Regions from separate parts of the Anser cygnoides genome. Here region 2 is linked to region 1. Evidence: chromatin contacts called from public Hi-C data. All regions are on one chromosome and are shown on one strand. Each heading gives the region's core, a stretch centred on a gene start, on an enhancer-like site or on the middle of the called end of the contact. The rest is flanking DNA. Distances are from core to core; before and after follow the strand shown. Region 1 holds the start of LOC106034613 (ankyrin repeat domain-containing protein 40-like). Region 2 has its middle 32 kb from the start of TOB1.

The links. A called contact is a pair of places that touch in the nucleus more often than the background predicts.
Region 2: a contact with region 1 is called in a Hi-C map of liver, with 6 times the contacts expected there. The contact joins the enhancer-like site here to the promoter of LOC106034613 in region 1. A contact is called at or near these places in 2 of 7 Hi-C or Micro-C datasets (both in liver).

The regions. Positions count from the first base shown.
Region 1 is chr19:6,636,888-6,643,725 of Taihu_goose_T2T_genome, forward strand. It overlaps LOC106034613 (ankyrin repeat domain-containing protein 40-like), which reads right to left and starts at 4,554. Exons shown (of 5, transcript XM_048064385.2): 1 at 3,792-4,554; 2 at 3,053-3,201; 3 at 1,874-2,359; 4 at 1,131-1,306; 5 at 1-447. The coding sequence starts at 3,934. The coding sequence ends at 304.
Region 2 is chr19:6,715,201-6,722,943 of Taihu_goose_T2T_genome, forward strand. No RefSeq gene overlaps it. Among named protein-coding and RNA genes, the nearest start is that of TOB1, 32 kb to the left of the region's middle. Within about 2 kb of position 3,056, at least 2 of the 3 cell types and tissues checked have open chromatin away from gene starts, as enhancers often do. A contact at or near this core is called in liver, where this site is marked.

The DNA of each region.
Region 1 (6,838 bases), core at 3,304-5,803:
ACATACTTTTCTATCAACAATTCAGTCTTTGCTGCCCTCTGTTGCCAAATACAATCAATAAACTGAATTGAACAGCACTGGAAGCATGTGATTTTAGTAGACATATGAGGTATCCTTTATCTGAATACAGGATCAAGTAAAAAAATAAAAGCAAAGGGGTTATTAAATATCAAAGATAAATTATTAGTTAAAATATTAACCCTAACAATAACTTAAGGTTCCATAGATGCTTAATTCACTGCCTTCAAAAGGCAGCAGCATATAATTACCGGGTTTTTGTATTCTAGAGTGCATCTAGAAGAGTCAATAAGTCAGCTTTGATGCTCTACTGTTGTAGCATGGTCTCTCAGTCAAGGTCGATGCAGCATTTCTGAAGGGAGAGTTGTCACTTTTCAGAAGAACTAACTCCAGCTCTTGGAAGTCCTGAAGTCTGGCCACGTCCTTGTCCTTTTAAATAGACAGAACAACAACTTCTGAACATATCGAACGTATCTGGTCTTACTTTGTAAATATTTATAATAGCTAAAGAAAGCAAAAATTAAAGTTTAGGGAGTACATACCCAATTATAGGAATAAATAAAGATAAAAACTTCCTACCAGTGTACACTCTTTCAAAGCACGGTTTTGTTGCCTTGAACATCATGATGATTTGACTGTTTATGCACGTCACTTAACTAAGAGTTGTGACCAAACACATTTCATTTACAAAACTCTAATATAGGTATTTTTGGACCATAAGAGTATGTTCATTTGTTAATAGCGTATCTTTAAAGCTACACACGTAGCAATTTGTGGCATTTCTTCCCCTTGTTATTTGTTCTCAAGACAAGCAAATGCTGAAGCAATACACAGCAATTATGCTAAAAGCATACTAATGCACTGTTTCTGATGCATTAAAAAAAAAGTTGATCTAATTGTTCCATACGCATTAGGAGTTGAAATAATCTATTTTGACAAGAATGTTTTAAGCAAGTTATGATGAAGTTACAAGGCAAGTCCAATATCCTTTTGAATTTGTGAGCTTAAATGAGTTTTCAACACAATGCCGTGTTTTGCTGATCTTTTTACAGAAATAACTTCTCTGATGTCTGTACAGTGCAGAGTCAAATTAATCTGATTTCAATTCTTACCTTTCTTACCAGTGTATTAGGTAATTTTCTTATCTTCTCTACTTGTTCAGGATTTACACCCAATTCACAGCAACTCACTCTGAGCAGATCTTGATAAGTCAGTTCTTGTCTGTCTAGCTCAATTTCAATGAAGTCGTTGTCTCTGAGATTCTGGACTCTCACCTTAAGTACAAGTTCTGATTGAAAATAAAAAAAAATCCCCTAAAAAAACAACCAACCAAACAAGACCCCTAACACTAAAGTATTAGGATTATCTTTTGAGCTCAGGTTTTATAATACAATGTCTATTCCCTCATGAAGAAATACCATGCCTTCATTTCACCAGCAACTAGTGGTTAAGAGAGCAGAAATACATTTGGGAAACATGTTTACAATGCTAAAAATCTGACCCATCCAGTCACAAAATCAAGCTGCTACCAAACTACCTGTGATGCATTTTATGCTATATGGTATTTTGCAAAATGGGAGATTTTCTGTTGCTCAGTCACAACCACTGATCTTTCCATGGGTGGAAAACAAAGTTTGGAAACTATTACTGTTTTTAAGATAAAATACAACAGTTATTTTTACTTTGGAATGAAGAAAAAAAAAAATCAATGTATCACTGTGTATTTTTGGTCAAAGAGCTTAACATCTCTATCTCTGTTCAACGTTATTCTGAATGTGGAATGAATCCTTACCTCCACTGATACCAAAAACATGGAACGGAGCATAATAGAAGGATGAAAATTGCACTTCATTACCTTGCATGTTATACGGGAAAGTTCCAGTAAAGAAAAAGGGCTGAAACGTTGGTGCAGGACCAGTAGGCGAACTGTCGGTTTGCTGAGGTACAGCCTCGTTTGATGCTACAGAGGAAAACAAACCTCTGCTGTGAGACAAGGGTGGCTGACAAACGGGGCCGTTCTGTATTTCGGGCGTTACGCATGTTGGTGCTGTGGTAGGTGCTGACGGGCTGGGCAGCTGTTCCGCAGCATCTGGCGCAGGAAAATCATCGTTGCTGTTACATGATGTAGGTGTGCATATGCTTTCAACCTGAGTTGCTGATGAACAAGGACTAGTTTCACTCTGGGAAGCGGAAGAGATGGAAGCACTTTCATTCAGGGATTCTGCCAAGCTGTCTGGAATGCTTGCTTCAGTATAGACATAAGGGAATGGTGGGTTGGCCAAATAGTTTGCAACAACTGGCAAATTTAAATCTTTCGCTCCTTGACATTCATTTTCTTCCTCTATTAATGAAATTCAAAAATGTGGGGGTAGGGGATGAGAGAGAAAAAAGCCACCAAGTTATTGGATGCATCTTTCTCATTTTGAATAGTCAGTTTTCCTGTTGTTTCTTAAAACTACATCGCATTCTGAGGTAAACACAAGGATAATACTGGTTTCTCATAAGCACATAACACCTGGAAGGCAAGTAGCTATGAAATGAAAGAAAAGAAAAAAAAATACAGATTTTTACAAATAACCATTGGAAAATGTCATTTCTAGCAGTGTTATTCTAGTGTTTTCGAAGGAAAGGGCCCATAGTTCTTTGCTAAATCTAATTTTGCAATGCTTTTAATAATACTGCTGCAAATGGTTTGTTATGACCCATGCCAGCATATTAAACCAAATACTTCTTCAGGTAACTGAATATGTGATACAATATCCAAGCCTTCTTTTCTCTTGCTTCAAATTTCTGCAGTAAATTTAATTCTTGTGTGAGTGAGGATTACAAGACACATACTAATGTCAAAGCAGTTCAGAAAGCTGCACTTACAGACTAAAAACCATTTAGGAGAAGTTACGTGATACATGTCTATTCCCCAGGAGCTATCTAATTAGATACAATAGTCCTACCCAAAGTTTTGCCAGTCTACTGATCCGGGTAAAAGCATAAAAAGACCACAAATTCTAGAGTGCTTTTAAGATAGGAACAGTACCTCCCAAAATCTTCCGAATGTCTGGTTTCGAAGTTAACTGTGCAGCCAGCTCTCCGGTGGCCGTGAGGATCTGCTTGTCCGCACCGGCAGCCAGCAGACAAGCCACCACCTGGGCATGGTTCCGCTTGCAGGCCCAGTGTAGGCACGTCCTGTGGGGAAGGAAACAGAGGGGTTGTGCTCTCAGATATACCCCAAATCCTCCTCGCCGCCAGTCAACGATTCACCTGGGTTGCACGCAGAACACCTGGGAATAAAATTTCCTTCATTACATCACGTTTTATCTTTGAAGTTAACAATTGTGTTCCAAGTTCTCTAGGGCAAGGCCCATTCCATTGTGAGCCGTGCTGGTGAAGCCTAAGGAGAGGTCCCAGCACAAACAGGTGGTGACAGGTGGAAAGAGGACAGGCTCCCTTCATTACGATCCTCTTTAGCAGTAAACCCCAAAGCCTTCTGAGGTTAGCATTTCTTTTTCAGTAAACCACAAAACTAACGTGCTGCGTCCTCGAAGCAGCGATGACTGGGTGAAGCGACATTAAACTCAGGGTGCCCAGATTTACGTCGGAAACCCTGGGGCCGACGTTGTCCAAAAGCCCTGCCCGAGGCAAGGGCAGCACCGGCCTCCCCACCGCGGGGCCGAGGGCTGCCGAGCCGCGGCCGCCTCCCTCCCCGCCCGGGGAGCCGGGTCCCCCCACAGCCCCCAGCGCCGCCCGCCCGCACCCCGCGCCCCGCCGCCCCTCACCAGCCGTTGACTTCGTTCTGGGAGTTGGGGTCCACGCCGAGCCCCAGCAGCCTCCGCACCTCCTCGGCGTCCCCCAGCGCCGCCGCCTCCCGCAGCCGCTCCTGCAGCTCCCGCTCCTCCAAGGCGCTGCTCATCACCGACATCCCGGGGGCACGGGGCCGGTACACGGATCCCCGGCCCTCGCTGCCCGCCGCGGGGCCCCGGGAGCCCGGCACAAGGCGCGGAGGGGACGGAGGCCCGGGCGGCCTCCTCAGCGCCGCGCCGCCGGGCCCCCAAAGCGCCCCCGGCCCTCCGCCGCCGCGAGCTCCCTCACGGCCGCCGCCATCTTGTGCCCAGGGGCAGCGGGCGGCGGCGGCTGCCCGGGGCCGGGCTCCCGTTGCCTTTCCTCACGGTTCTCGCCCCGCTTGTTCGGCTCGGAAGGGAACGGAGGAACGCAGCGGCCCCGGTGGGGTGGAAACACCGCGCTGCCTGCGCCGGTTCTCCGGCCTTGTGCCTGCCCTGCAGCCATGGGGCTGGGGCTGGGGCTCGGGCTCAGAAGCCCCCGGTGGAGAGCACAGCCCCGCGCTTCCTGTGGGCGCCCCCTGATAATTCCCAGCCCGGGTGCCTCTGGGCACAATTAAATCACTAATTAAATCACTGCAGCGTGGGCTGGGGCATTCGTCAATTTCAGGGTTTCTATTTTGGCATCAGTGTCTGCCACCAATGAGAAATTTGCACTAAGACGATTTTTTTTTTATTCCATTGCCTCTCTTTTTTCAGCACTTATTAGTCACATTATTTTTAACCCACCACTTAATTTAGGACTTGTGTTGCAGACACATTGGACAGCCGTGTTCCTGCTGTGATAGTTGCAACAACACAGAGAGTGTGCCTGCAGCATTTACCACCCAAACTGTTCCCAAGCGCTTATCACCATAAACGAAGCTTCAAAACACAGAAGCAGAGGAGCAATCTTCTTCACTTTAATCAGTTGGGAGAGGCTGAGGCCTGCTGAGTGTACACCTTTCTACTTCTCTACGTGAACACCATTTTGGGGTCCCTCCTCAGCCAAGGCTGTGGGGTACATGAGTGCTCGGCGTCCCTGCAAACAGCCCCCATGAACGCAGCTGGAGTGTGCAGCAGCAAAGGCGACGTTTTTAAATAGCACGACAAAGGTCGCACCGTGACTCAGAGGCATTTGCTTTAAACCAGATCACATGCCTTTGATCTCATGCAACAGACTGCAACAGGCTTAGCAAAAATTTTGCTCGGCTCGTACAGAAAGACACAACCAACTGCATGAACAGTTTGGCTTAGAGAATGGCTTGCAAACAAGACTTATCCTCTTCTGTTAATGTTTAGTGACAACTGCAAATACGGACCTCAGGGACCTGGAGTCCAGCCTTCACCTGGACACTCTTGTCACCTAGATCTTTTTTGTTGTTGTTGTTGTTAAACTCATTTCCTTTTTCAATAAAAGCTGTCTTAAATGATCCCACTTCTCAACCCAGGTCAGCACCCATGATCACATTTGCCTGTCTTTAGCACCCATGGCATGCAGCTGTAAAAATCAAACATAGCACACACAAATGTGAAGAAGTGGCCGATCTTATAGGAAGCAAGAATACTCTCTACCACACCACGACAGCTTTAAGCAATCCCAACTTATTAAACCTGGAAAAAAAATCCAATAGGATAAAGGGGCAAAATAGCCTGTGGGCCTCTTCCAAAGTGGTGCATGACCTCTCTCAGACCAACGGGGAAAATCTATTCAAGCAAAGAGAGCAAGATGAGGCCTAGAAAAATAAACATACACCCTAGGCCACGGGTAAAACTGCTCTGTGCCACTAGGTGTCATAGCGGAACAGCAAGAAGGGCCCGAAGCGTAGCTTTGCACTTCTTGCTACGGTTGTAAAACGCCTTTAAATTTTCCCCAGCACATCCATAGTGTCTCCATACAGCTTTGATCCTGCAGATTTCAAAACTCTGCACAGTGCAAAGGGGCGTTATGCAATGTTGTAACAAGGGAAGGGAAGCCCTGCTCAATGAGCGGATTTATTTAGGGTTATGGGGCTTTTCTTTTTGCTTGAGCTCCTCTCCCAAGGCCACTGCCAGGGCTTTTAAGGACTCGAAGGCGATGCACGGGGACAGGCTCTCTCACGCTCTCTGGGGATGAGTATCCTACTCTCTAGTGTTTGTGCCAAGCCCTGTTAAATGCAGCTCGGGTTCACCACTGCTTAGTTACACAATGTACTTCTCCCTGGAGTCATAAGATTTCCTCTCGCAAGAAAGACTGTGCGGAGAGGATTAGCAGCAAGTGTGCTTGACTCCAGCCGCCATTGCCCGTCCTGTCTGTGCCTTGCGCCCTGGAGCCTCAGCCCAAACTCGCATGCGTTACCCCATTTATTGGCACTAGCATGCACATACCAGAAACAAGAAAAGCCAAGAGCATGCTCTTTCCTTGTTCCTTCCCTCCCCATTACCATATGGCAGTCGTTTTTGTGCCCATGCCTGGCAAGCCCCCATTCACACCTGTACATGTATTTCCGTAGTGTGGGCAGCAGGGCCTGTGCGGGCTGCAGGGTGCTGGCCATCTCCTTTGGATGCTGCTGGGATCTGCACCCTGTGCTGTGCTGCCAGCCCAAAAGCTAGCAGTCAGTGTGCCTCCTAAATGTGCTTCTTAAAGTCCTTGGCCTTCAGCAGAAACGCTGAGCTACTGCTCTGAGCCACAGCAAGAGTGTGCGTGGGGGGCCCAAACAAGTGATATTTGGGTTTTTGTCTGTGATTTAAAGGTGCTCAGCACTCCCTGTGCATTCACCACCCAAGGGGCATCCGTATCCACCAGCCGTGGTTGAAGTCCGTGCAGACTGTGGGCGACAATGGCAACACTGGAACTTGTAAGGCAGCGCCGAGCAGCACTCGTTGTCCCATGCTTTGACATCCTGCTGCTGCTTGGAGTAACCACAAGGGACGTGTCTGTGTAGAGTCGGGCCATTCTTTGTCCTTGGAACAAGCTTTCCAGATTCTATTGGCTTAGTTTTAATATCTGCCTTTTTGCAGGCTTCTGG
Region 2 (7,743 bases), core at 1,806-4,305, 77 kb after region 1:
CGTAGAGCTGGCTCTGACGCAGGTTACGTAACGGGATTGTTAATGCTTTTTATATGTTGGCGGAACTGAAATTAAAAGAGGAAATTATTCTCCTGATGCTCAACTCTAATCCCCATCTGTCTGTGTTTTTACTTTTCTGCACTTGCAAAGCTCCCTGATCAAAAGGTCTTGAATAGATTCCAGATTTCCAATTTAGTTTGCTTATGCAACCCAAAATATTATGGCAGTCTTTCTTGGGGGCGATTAAGCATATATTTTCAGTTCCTCCAATTCTCTCAGTTCCAAGAGCACTAAAAATGGCATAAAGCTTTAGCTCATTCCATACCATTAGCACCACAAACAACTCTTTTTTTTTTTTTTTTTAAGACTTTAAAAAGATAGGAATAGCCAACAGCTTTGCAGAGAAGGAATATATGCTGAAAAAACGCGATTTGTTAAATGTCCCCTGCGCCTTGGCAGAAAAGCAGGCAGTCTATACCGATAGAGCTGCTCAGCCAAGGCAAACAACAGGGGACGAACAGACACAGAGCTGCGCCATGACCAAGCAGGGCAGATCCCTGAATCCACAAAACTTGAGAGCTCTTTGGATCGAGGCTCTTGCTTTGTCCCATCCCGAGGATGGGCTTCAGCTGCGCTGCTGGGAACGGGTCTGATCTTTCTTGTGGTTTGGACAGTGCTTGGTTCACCCTCATCTGAAAACTGGCACCGAGTGCTTTTATTCTTTCTTCTTCCTTCCCATCCTCAGCCCTTCACCTGGTGCTAGGACTATGCGATCACCAGCAGGTTTTGTTTGGGGTAAGAAGGAGAGAGCTTACACTGCAAAATGTGGTTTGTACCCAAAGCACCAATGAATGAACCCAAAGCGTAACTGCAACACCCCCATCCCCACTTCTCAGGATGGTGTCACCCCTTCTGGCCACTGTTCCTATGCTCATGGCAGCTGTTAAACAACTGCACCACAGCACAGCCCTGGACCAGAAATCCAAAAGGCAGTTTGTCCAAATTTGGGTTGTGGAAGCTGTTATTTAAGGCTGTTGCTGAATCCCAGAAAATACCGATTTCTGGCTCAGCCAGGGCTTGGAGCCTTTCTGCTTTCCAGGATAATTTGATCTGAGAGCCTGACTACTGTCAGTCTTACACGTTTCAGAGAAACTCAGCACACGAGATGCCCAGGTACCGATTAGGCAATGGCAGAGGAAGCAACGCAGACCCCAAGCTGCCCACTTTGTGCTGGAATACACTTCAGACCATTTCTGCTGCCTATTTTGATCAGCTGCCAACCTTTTCCCAAGAAGCATTCAGAGTGAATTTTCCCTCCAACAATGCCTAGTCTTAAACACACAACTGACAGGCACGCTTGAAACCTTAAAACAGAAAGGGTATTTTAAAAATTGCCACCGTATTTCAGAAATTGCCACCACAAGACCCATGCAGCAAAAGGAACAGCGGCTTGTGTGGCTCAGACATACTCAGCAAAGTGGCTCCACTCGAATCACACGAGCCATTTATTATCTGTGTTTCAGCAACACCCACAGGCTTTGGGGACCTGCACTCTGCGTGTGCAACAACAGCTAAATATAGCGCAAGCGACACTCGGTGCAACCACAAAGCATCACTCACTTGAAAATCATCGCTCCCTTCGCTGCCCTGGAAACTGTCCCTGCAGCCCCAAACCGGGGAGGATGCTGTGGGACAGCCTGTGCTACCAGGAGACGAGCTGCTTTCACTTTACAAAGATTCCTTAAAATATCCTATTGCTGGTAATGTTTTTAGCAGCAGGACAGCTCCAGCAGTGCTAGAAAGGCAAGAGGGTAATCATCCGCCAGAGCTGGTCCGCTTCCAGTTCTGGGGAGCAGCGAAGCATATGCTAAAAAATCTCTCATCTCCGTGGTTAAAGCTAAGCAAATTGAAATGCTTTGCTGGGCAGAGGTGGACTTGAGGACACACCTCGCTCCAGGTGGGCACCTAACGAGCTGGTGAAGTTAGAGGGAAGGTAACCAAGTGCTTACACTTCTTGCTGAACTGGGGCCCGAGCGCTACTCAGCCCCCCATCCTCTTAAGCAATGCATTTTTCACGGACATTTCATTTGACCACATACTCAGAAAATACCATCAAAATAAAAAGTTAAAGAGCCGGGAGCCTTTGGAGAACTGAAATAAATAAATAAGCAACCTGGGGAAATCATTAAACTGCACAAACCGGCAGCAAGCCTTAAAAAGGAACTCCAGCTTACGCTAGCTCAGCGTTTGCACGTAGATGAAAGATGCTCCAGCCCCAGGGACCTGATCCATGACGGCTGCTCTGCACCCCGTGCCACAAACCCTGCCGGGAGGTGGGGTGGGCTCAGCCTCACACCCATGTCCTTCGCCCTTCAGCCCTCCCAGAAGGGGAGGCAGCACACAGGAGGCTAACACACTTGAGGCCAGCCCGCACGACGCAGGAGAGGCCCCGATCAAATGTTGCTGCTCTCAGCGGCGAGCGCCCCGCTTATAAATAACGCCAGATCCAGTTACTCCATGACCTTCGCTTCTCAGCCCCAGCAAAACCAAGCTTGTCCTGCTTGCACCTCCTCCCCAGGGGAGCAGCCCCGTGTTTTAGGGCTCCCACCCCAATGTGGGGTGACGGTGATCCTCCCATGGTGAACCAGCACCCCAAAAGCCACCATGGGGCAGCAAAGTGGGGGTCTTTGGTGTGCTTTGCTGTGAGATGGGCACCGGTGGGGTCAGCCAGCGTGGAAAAGATTTGATAAATGGGGTTAGTGCCTTCCCAACACCTTAGCACAAAGTAGTCAGATTTAGACGGAGTCTGCATAAAATGGAGCTGTGCTTTGCAAATCCATTAAAAAAAAAAAAAAAGCTTTTTTTGAGAACTAACCCAGGGATAAAACGCACACATCACGCACAGCACATATAGTGTCCTCTCCCCCTCCCCAGGCTTTCATCAGGAGATTTCCTGGTTCCTCAGACTTTCAAATCTCCGGCCAGGCTGGCAGCGTTTCAGATACGCCGGGGCTGATTCGCAGCTTGGACGCAAAAACTCAGTGACCTGAAACAAAGGGAGACGTGGCTGCTCCAGCGCTCGTCTGAGCCCCAGGCGCTCAGGAGGGCCCGGAGCGGCTCCTGCCTGGCCAAAGATCCAAATGTGGGGCCAGGGAGGGGACGGACACACGGCGAGGACACGTGGAGGGAAAGGGCATCCAGGAAAACAAGCTGCGTCCCAACACCTGCCCCAGCACACCCACTGCCATACCGTCATCCGCACCCCGTGCAGCGTTCCTCAACAGCTCGAGAGGAAAATGTAATTTCTTTAGGAGACTTGCATTTCCTATTAGCTGTAATTGCCCAAATAAATCTCAAGTGCTAGCACAGCTGGTCTTCTGTTGTTTTTTTTGGAGTTTTTTTTTTTTTTTAAACTCGCCATAAAGTGTTTACTAGCAGGGTTTTTCGCAAAATTTGATTTCAAAATTTTATTGGATTAACAATGAAGATGAACAGTGTATGATTCCTTCCCAAGCAATTTGTTGTAAATATTTAAAGGCTTAAAAAAAAAAAAAAAAGCTATGTTTGATATCTCTGAACTGCACAGCGCATTTCTGTCCCTTCACCGGAGCGACATAAACCCACGGATGTTTTTTCACACAGATGAGTGGGGAAACGTGAACTTTGAGATTTGCTCAGTGCCAGCGTTCCCCAGAGCTGGCTGTAAAACCCCCAGCTCCCACAGACATTCCTGGCAGAGCAAGGGTTTGGAGAAGGCGAGCAAGCAGAGCCCCGCGCTGCCAGGGACTCGCACACCCGCGGTATCTGGTGTTATTTACTTCCTCGCGGCACTCGTCAGCTCTGCTAATAGCTGAGCAAAACACTCGAGTACATTTTCATGTTCGCCACTGCAGGAAAATCCCATTTTGAAGACACAGGGGTATCTCATGGGAAAGCTTTTGAGAAACGTGCTGGCTCGAGACAGCCCTGCTTATTTTGGGATACAACACCAGCAGCTCGGTAACTCTTTCTGTACAGGGTGCGGGCTTAAAAAGGTCCCCGGTAATCCACTGGCTGCCTTCCCTGCAGCATCCAAATCCAATGAGCAAATGCTAGGCAATAAACTTCTGGGTAAATGGAAAAGCGAAATATCCAAAAAAAGAAAAAAGCTCCCTGCCAACTCTTGAGGGATTACAGCTTCGCTTCGGTTCTGAAATGTTTCTCGCGACACTGCCAATGCCCAGGGACATTAAATTGGAAAGACAGATAGGCCTTTTAATAGTTTAAGGAAAAGGGGCAGAAATTCTCTTCCCTTATTTGAACTCCTCATTCAAGCAATAATTCCTCACTGAGGGAATAATATATCTATATTTTAATTGAAGGCTGTGCACACTGTACGTTTCAGTTGATGTTTCCTTCTAGTCAGGGCTTTAGCAATCTGCCTATTTCAGGAACAAAAGCGCCGGGCGAAACTGGGGTTGCCGGGCACTGATTTGGACACGCAGGTTTCAGAACCGGGCTGTTTGGCAGCCCTGAGTCACCGCCGGGCTCAGCCCGAAGCTGGGTGGTGCTGCAGCCATGCCCGCATTTACTGCCCCTGCGCACGCTCTGCTTGTGCTTTGGGCACAAACCCTTCCTCGTGCCTCGGGCACAAGCCCTTCCTCGTGCCTCGGGCACAAGCCCTTCCTCGCGGGGCTCTGAGCACCTGCACAGCCTCCAGCCATGGTAACGCTGAGGAGCTGCTGGACACCGAGCGGCCATCGAGGTACGAACCCGCAGCGTTTGCTCTTGCAGCTTCAAAGCCGTCTTAAATAGCGAGACCGCCAGTGCTGTTTGGGACCTCGGAGGGAATCCCAGCTCACCCCTAAAGTATTTTCCTCCCTCGCTCGCCCTGACCACCCCGTGACCCCGGGCTGATGCAGCAGGGCTTTGCCAAGGCGGCTGCCAGCGGAGCGCTCCTGCAGTTGTCGCTGCCCGCCCAGAGAGCCGCGATCGCCTGGGGCTCCCCGGGAAGGACGGCGGCTTCCACCCCCAAAAATAATGCAGGATCTAAACTGGAGTCCGTGACCATGCTCACTGTCTAAGCCATTATGGTTTTAAAATAGTAACATGACATCAAACAAACAAGAAGACAACCCAAATCACTATTTAATACAAACCTTACTCTGGGTATTTTTCATTCTTATTTTTTTTTCCATTTCATTCTCCTATTTTCCTCTAAAATAATGATATTCCAGGTCAGACTGTGACTGCTGGAAACACTGCGTGACAATATTTCAGGTAATTTGAAAACACTCCTGAAAAAAAATAAAGCACTATGTAGGACACCGAAGAAAGCTGTGAACCTTCCCATCAAAAAGCTTCCCTTTACTTCTCCCTCTGCGCCCCCCACCCCTCTGAGCCCACCTGCCTCGCCCAGCACAGAGCTGCAGCGATACAGCTCCACGGGGAGCTACAAGGGACACTTTGCTCCCCTGCGGGCACCAGCTGAGCTGCAGCTGCTCCGGGGACTTTCCACAGACTGGATCAGGCCTCCAGAGCCAAACCCGATGGGCAGTGCCCAGGCGAAATCTGCTATTTCCATAGAAAAGGCGCTGACCCCCCCGGTCACCAGTTACAGCGCAGACCTGCAGGCAGGGGCAGCCCAGAAACCCACCTGCCCCTTCCTGCTCTAACAGGACTTATCAAGAATAGATAAAATGGAAAAAAATCCCATACATAACAAACTTTTCCTTTCCTTTCTTCTGGAATTAATTTTCAACACCTTTTGTTGTTGTTTTTGTTTGTTTTTTAATTGCTTGATAGCAAAGTCTGAAGTCTGAAAAAAGTTTACGTCTTTAGGTTCATTTGGCTGTAATCTGGTAGCACTCTGGGTCTATCAAAAGCAACAGAAACTGTTATTTGTGTTTTTCTGTGTTCACAGGAAAAAAATTATACACTTAGATAAACTGAACCATTCTCTTTGAACTTTTCCTTTGTTTGAATTAAATACTGTGGAAGCCAGCACGTTAATCACGCTGCAAAATGCACCGAGTTAGCGAGCTCCGATTTTTTGTTTTAATGAGCAAGTGTTCCTTGTGATAACTTGGGGAATTATACTTTCTGAATGGTGGGAAAATACACAATTATGTCACATCCCACCAAACTAAACACACTATTCAGGAAATATGGATTTTTTTCCCCCCAAAAAATTCTTTTTCTTTGCTTCTATACTGGAGAACTGTGGTTGGGGATTATAATTCCTTTCAAAGTGTTCTTTCTTAACAATGTTGCTGCTATTCATGTTTCTTTTACAGCATTTTCTGAATTGTTCTAGGTATTTGGATCTCTCTATCTGGAAAACGGATTTTTCTCTCCAGAGTAACACTACCTTAAAACCCTTTCTGTTGGGATGTTACGATGAGGTTCTCTCAACACAACTATTAGTGCCTGGTGGTGCAGTTAATCACCTTGCTATGTTTCCTAGGATAATCGCTGTTCCTGAAAGAGTAAATCACTCATTTCCATTAACAGCCAAGTGCCTGGTGGGCTGCAGGTTGGCTTCCCTCAGATCTTACATGGACAACAAAAGCCTCTGCACCGCAAAGGTGCCCCGAGCCTCTCAGGAGACCCGTGATGCCTGCACCCCAGCCCCCAGGGATGCCAAAGCCCCAGCGGGAAGCAAGGCCGGGTCAGGGCTGCAGGAGGGAGCAGAGCCCCTTTCTGCAAAGCTTCTCGGTGCACCAGCTTGGCACTGTTTGGCTTTGAACCTCTCGGATTCAACTTTTCCGCAAAATTTATTTTGATGGGGATTTTTCTTGTTGCAACAAAAAAGCCATGCCAGCTTCAGGAAAAGCAAAGCCGTTCCAATCAGGGAAAAAAAATGTGCAGATTGCAAAACATGGCAAGTTTTTAAGGATGGAACGAGCCCAGATGGATTCTCCTGTTTCATTTGCCAGGAGGAGGAGTGACTCAGAGCTCGTACGTTTTATGGGAAGTGCTTGGCACGCTGCCGCGGCTGGGGGCCCCAGGGACAGGACCAGGGCCAGAGTGCCATGGCAGAGCCCCCAGCCAGCCACGTCTCAGTGACTGGAGACCAAAGAACAGGCCCCGTTCCGCAGAAGTTGAAGGACAAGCATAGCTTTTGTTGCTCATTAGAACCGTCTGTTTTTTTTCAGAAATCAGCTCCCTGTTTCCTTAGTAACTCCTCTTGGAAGAAGTAAATGCACCTGAGCGTAGCTTAGCAATGTGCAGCGTCTACATACGTTGCCTCATCCATTTCCACCCACTCTCAGCATCTCCACAATCTTCCATGTCAGCCCTGCCACTGCTCGGTACGTGGTCCGATCGCCAGAGGAGTAGGAGCAGCTCAAGCCCGAGAAGCCCGTTAACCAAAGCCGTGGCGAAGAACAGAAATAAACCCGCACCAGGCACCATTGCAAATGTTGCTCCCAAGAGATGGGAGAAATTGTACGCCGAGATGTATGCGCATAAGGCTGCCTACGCCTATGTGTGGGAAGGGGTTTAATGGGGAGCCGAGAAAGAGCCTGCATGTAGGAGGAGAAGAGAGCAGATGTTAGCAGCGCCTTTTTGTTTTCCTGGATGGCATGGCAGAGGGAAGATCGAAGGAAAGCTCCCCTTCTGCAGAAATAGGAGCTCGAGGCACAGGCTGCGGGACGTGGCAAGGCTTTGGCCATGCGGCCAGGTCAGGCTCGGGGACTCTGGCACCAGCAGCAGCCACGAGAGGACCGGCGAGACCACACACGGCCCTTCACAGAGCACCAA